Linked DNA regions of Mus musculus: region 2 is linked to region 1. The links are chromatin contacts, called in public HiChIP or PLAC-seq maps. All regions are on one chromosome and are shown on one strand. Each heading gives the region's core, a stretch centred on a gene start, on an enhancer-like site or on the middle of the called end of the contact. The rest is flanking DNA. Distances are from core to core; before and after follow the strand shown. Region 1 holds the start of P2ry6 (pyrimidinergic receptor P2Y, G-protein coupled, 6). Region 2 has its middle 20 kb from the start of Fchsd2.

What was found. HiChIP or PLAC-seq counts read pairs in DNA pulled down with a chosen protein or histone mark.
Region 2: a contact with region 1 is called in an H3K27ac HiChIP or PLAC-seq map of microglia, with 3 times the contacts expected there. The contact joins the enhancer-like site here to the promoter of P2ry6 in region 1. A contact is called at or near these places in 1 of 39 promoter capture datasets (macrophages), 4 of 115 datasets of contacts at active chromatin or transcription factors (the HPC-7 cell line, double positive thymocytes, memory CD8 T cells and 1 more) and 3 of 9 other capture datasets (adipose tissue, liver and pancreatic islet).

What each region holds. Positions count from the first base shown.
Region 1 is chr7:100,963,024-100,965,741 of GRCm38.p6, forward strand. P2ry6 (pyrimidinergic receptor P2Y, G-protein coupled, 6) reads right to left here and starts at 1,343. Exons shown (of 3, transcript NM_183168.2): 1 at 1,196-1,343.
Region 2 is chr7:101,087,542-101,090,259 of GRCm38.p6, forward strand. No RefSeq gene overlaps it. Among named protein-coding and RNA genes, the nearest start is that of Fchsd2, 20 kb to the right of the region's middle. Within about 2 kb of position 1,315, at least 50 of the 459 cell types and tissues checked have an H3K27ac peak or open chromatin away from gene starts, as enhancers often do. A contact at or near this core is called in adipose tissue and microglia, where this site is marked.

The sequences.
Region 1 (2,718 bases), core at 93-2,592:
CTCCAGGCTGGCCTTGAACTCATTACGTAGCTGAGGATGACCTTGAATTTCTGATCCTCCTGCTTCTACATCCTGAGTAGGGGCATGACAGATACTCACTGCCATGCCCAGTATCTTGTAGTGCTGAGGATCCAGCCCAGGGCTTCAGACATGCTTTGCAACAAGCTGAGCTTCATCCTAGCCAAATGGAGTCTCAGCAGTAGAAACTCCCACTGGCACTGGAGCTACACACACTCACGAACTACACATCCACACCTTTGTCTTGCACACACATGCAGATGCACCATGGAAGGCATAGCACTTGGTACATGCATGTAATCCTAGCGCTGGGAAGGCTGCGCCAGGTACAAAGCTAGCTTCGTACGTTCCGGAGGTAGCAGTACCAAATATGGGGCGCCTGCCTGCCTTTCCTCCGTCAGGATCAGCAGAGGCAAATGTGAACAGAAACCCTCAGAAGGATTTAGCCCTGCTCCCAGATACATCCAATTACTCTGCTTTTCTTCCCCTTAACAAGCAGTGCCTGGACTCAGGGAATCCGTTTTCCCAGTGGAGTTAACCTCAGGCTACATTGTATTTTAGCATCCTTCCTGCTAGTTCCTGCCAAGGCGCCTGAGCAGCTCTGAGAGTCCCGCCCAGCCCCTCCCCAAGGGACCCTCTTTACTCTCTAAAATTTGACACACACAGAGTTTTGGGTTTTTTTTTTTTTTTTTTTGAGATAGGATCTTTCTGACCTGCAACACACAAGAGATGCACTATGCAGAAGAGGCTAGTCTTGAACTCACAGAGATTGCCTACCTCTGCTGGGATTAAACACATTTATATGCTATATCATCTAGCATAGACAATACTCAGGCACATGCTCAGCTACTTGAACTCACAGGTAAGAAGTTGAGGCCCAGAAAGGGGAAAAAATGTCATGTTTCATTCAGAAGTCAAACTCTGACCTCTGCCTCAGTATTCCACCTCCCCACCCAAGACACAGTCAGGTCCCCATTTCCTTGCCTCCTCCACTCCAGGCCTCTGTGCCTTGTCCCCCGGTGTTGTGCAGCCTAGTTCTGGGCAGAACTTGGTAGAGGAAATAAGAGGAAGGGAGAAGGCCCCACACCCACCCACACCTGCTCAGCCTTCTGCACCCAGCCCGGGACTGCAATGGTGTGCACAGCGGGCAAACACTGGAGGAGGGAAGCACCCTTACCTGAAAACTCCCTCTGACACAGCAACCGCCTGCAAGCCATGAGAACTGGAGCAAGCTAGACTCCCGAAGCAGCCCCTGCCACCAGGCAGTTCTTGTGCCCCAGAGTGCAGGAGTCTGGGAGGTGGCAGATGAGGTAACTGGGACTACCAGGAGGGGAAGTGACACTGTCTCTCAGGCCTCAATCTGGAGATCTTGCTCAAGTGTCTGGCACAAGGCTGAGTCAGCCACTGCCGGACTAGGAGCAAGTCACCCCTAGCTCTGCCCACTCAGCCTAGCGATGGGGACCGTCGGACCATCAGTTTAGCCTGAGGGTTCCTGGGAAGATGGAAGGAGGGAGCACTCAAGGCCCAGGGCTGGGCACAGGGAGGCTCCTAGCTACACACCAGCTCCCCTCCTGGCCTCTCTCAAGTTTGGACAGAGCCTGGCTCCTGCTCATTACTGCCACAGGGAACAATTACCCTGGTTTCTCAGCAGTGCCTGGAAGGCTCATTAAGAGAGACCCAGACCCCAAGATTAAGGAATCTGTTGTCTGTGACTCCAACCATGCATGTCCAGACACCACTCTCCAGGGACCAAGAATGGCTCCTCAGAAAGAGGGTGGCTTGGAAGAAGGGCAGAACAGGGGTGACTCTTCCTCCCTAACCTCCATCCATCCTGGGGCTTGGGCAGGACCAGCAGAAGGCAATGGATAGCTCTGCCTGGGTACTTGACTGGCCCGGACAGCCCCTCCCTGTCAATCGGATTATCCCCTATCCCCTTTCTCCTCGTCTGGTGTCATTTACTAGGAGTGAGAGTGCAGAGCAAAGTCTCTGATCGGAGGTGAGAGCTTTAGAGAAAAATCAAGAGAGGTGTGTTGAGTAGAGTTAGGGTCTCCTCAAGTGGACTGAACTAGGATTTACTAGGTCTCCGTTTCCTGTACCACTTTCTGTCTCTCTCTGGAGAAGTCCACCCAGCCTGGAGGAGACCGTACCTCAAGCCCTACAGGATGGAAGCAGGCCAGGAGCTAAGGCCAGGCAGGCTCCTGGGCCCTGCTTCAGTTCGGAACGCCAATGCTTTGATTTGTGCCCAGAGCCTGGCCTGCAAGCCCTCTGCAGGCCAGAAGAGGAAATACACCCTCTGACCTACCCCAGCAGAGGGGTGGCTCTGGGGCCTTGCCTGGGTTCCAAGACAAGGCAGAGGTGTCTTGTCCCTTGGTCCTCTTCCCTGGCATGTATACATGAAAGAAGAGCCTCACAGTGGAGTTGTGTGAGGGAGCTAACACAGCTCCAGGTGTAGGAAGATCAAGATTCCCTACACAAAGCTTGCTTGGTGGTCCTAGCCTGCCCCATCCCCTAGGCTCCCAACCAAGCCCATTTTTCATACTCTAAGCCCCAGAGGCAGAAAGCATTTTCCCTTAGCCCAAGGATAAGATGGCACTGGTTAACTCTGCTTGAATTTGCTGTGTGACCTTAACCAGTGTCTGTCCCTCTCTGGATCTCAGTTCTCCTATCTGTAAGATGTAGTAGTAATAGCAATAGTAATAG
Region 2 (2,718 bases), core at 65-2,564, 120 kb after region 1:
CTCTTGGTGAGACACTCTGCATTTAGCCAGAATGTTTTATTAATTTGCTTAGGTCATCATTATAGTACAAGTAGCAAATTTAATAATTTAGGTAGAAAAGTCACAGATATCACAAATAAGGCAGAGAACTTTAGCTAGTGAGACACTGGAAAAAATCCTAGGTAGAAAGCTACAGAGAAGAGACCCAGGGGCATTCCAGGTCTAAACTGAAGACGCAGTTGTGCTACAGAACTGTGGCAAGGGTGGGGTGGGAGGATGCACCCCTGCCCTGTGCTCACCCACCACCCCAGTCCTCTCCCTTTGAAACACAAGCCTGGCAGTATCCTTCCTGTGCTTTCTATCACACAAGGACATGCAGATCCAGATAGCTCAGAGTCCACCTGGGCTAGAGAAGCCCCTTGCAGGACTTGGGTTCTTGTCTGCAATGTGATGGAGTGGACTTACCTGGAGAAGTTTGTGGAGATAAAATTAGGGGAAGGGTGCAGGGACAACCATTCTTTCCGGTTACCATTGCAAGCTAGGCATGTTTTCTGGTAGATAAGTGTGGGAAGGGGTTGCGTTACCCTTTATTGCACTGTTTGCGCCCTTCCCCCTTCTCTTGATGCCTTTTTGAGACAGGGCCTCATTACATTGCTTAGGTTTACTTTCAACTAACTCTAGCTCAGGCTGGGCTGGCCTCAGACTTTATGTTCCTGCTTCAGCCTCCTGGGTGCTTGGATTACAGGCAAGTACCACCACACCTGGCTACCCCACCTCTGAAATGTCCTGTTTCAGAAACAATATAAGAGGAAAAGGCCTGGGTCTGAAAAGGACTGGTAATCACTCCACAGTGTTAGCCCCACAGCTGGAAGTTGGCATTTTCCTCTCTAGATTATTATCTGATTCTTGTGGAAGTCCTGAGAGTTCCTCCAGATCCAACTTCCTTCTCTCCCACAGTGATCTCAGGACACTGGCATTTTCATTACCCACAAACAATGGGAAGATCGCTCCTGTCATTTATATGTCCCTGGGGTCCAGAAGTTCATCTGAACCAGAAAAGGTACCAAATAGCTGCCTAAGTAAATTGGTGGAGGGCAAGGACTCTAAGCAGGTCTGGACTGTGCCATAGGTCTGCACCTGAATACGCAAAAGGAAGCAGGATCCAGTGACAATCAAAGGGACAAGTGCATACAGTAGGCCTAGCAGGGATCTTGGGAAAAGCCGGGCCAGCTGATCTCAGGGCTCAGGCCACTGCTTTTGGTTTGCTCTCTGCTGTTCTCCTTGATTTTCTGGCTCAGCAACGCCCAGGATTCTGGGCATGTCTGGCCTTCTAAAAATACCCAGGCTGCCCAGAGCCTCCCAGATGTCTGAGCGCTGAGTCTGTGATTTCCCTGCCTGTAATGGGTCAGCCCAGACAGACATGGGCAGCCTAGGGTGGCTCCTGCCACTTCCTCTGCCTCCCACCCACCAGCCCACCAGGAGCTCAGCCCCACCTCCCTACCCTTGCACAGCAAAGGGGGCCAGACCTCATAGACTGCTGACTCCAGGTCTTCCTCGGGAAAGATGAGAAAACTAATATCCAAAGACCTGTCCAAGACCCTCTCTACCCGCTCCCCAGGTGCCTCTCTTCTGTATGGCGCCTGGAGACCTGGGCTTTGAGTCCAGTCTGACTGCCTAGCTTATCAATTGGAAACTTCTAACAACAGAGACCAGAGGAACCCTGAGTCTCCAAGGCACTGGAAAGATATCCCACCCAGGGGTCACATTAGTGAGTAGAGATGAGTAGATAGGACCCCAATGGGAGAGAGAAGCTTTGCATTCTAGCCCAGGGTCAGCTGCCATGACACTGTGCCTTCATCAATTCTTGCCATCCTGAAACAATGAGCTGGCACCCACTCTGCTGGGAGTTCCTGTCTCTTCTGCTTCGTGGTGTGGGAGAAGGCCACACCCTCCTGATTGCATCCTGCTCTACGTTCTTAGCTTTTTGATCCCTCTCCAGCAACACCCCTGCCCCAGCCTAGTTCTACAAATGATATCAATTTTACCTCTGGCTCCAGATGCTAGGGGCGAACAACCACTCTCTTAATTCACTATGTGACCTTGAGCAAGGAAGGCATTGGCTTTGGGGTAGTTACAGTTTCATGACTTTTAGATTGGAGAAATGAGCCAGGCATGGTAGTGTACATCTATAATCGCAGCCCTGGGGAGGCTGAGGAAGCCGGAGTGTGGTGAGTTTGGGGTTACCCTGGACTACATAGCAGGTAGCAGGTCAGCCAGTGTTATAGAGCAAGACCCCGTTTCAAAAAAATAAAAAATAAATAAATAAATAAAGCTGGGTGCGGTGGCTCACACCTTGAGTTCCAGTCCTAAGGAGACAGAGGCAGGCAGATCTCTATAAGTTTGGGGACAGAATGGTTTACATTGTGATCGCCAGGCCCACCAGGACTAAATAGTAAGTCTCTGTCTCAAAACATAATTAATAAATCAATTAATTTTAAAAAGTGGAGAGCTGGTCTGGGGACGAAACCCTGTGGTAGGGAACTTTCCTGGTATGTTTGAGAGTTCCTGGGTTTAAGCCACAATCCAAAAGCAACATTGTAAGGCAGAACAAAACAATAGAGTGTTAAAAGTGATTCAGTGGTAGGACACTTGCCTAGCATGTGAAAGCCCTAGCACTTGATCCCCAACATGGCCAATAAATGAGTTATTTGATGTAGTTGAAAGGAGATGTTCTATCTT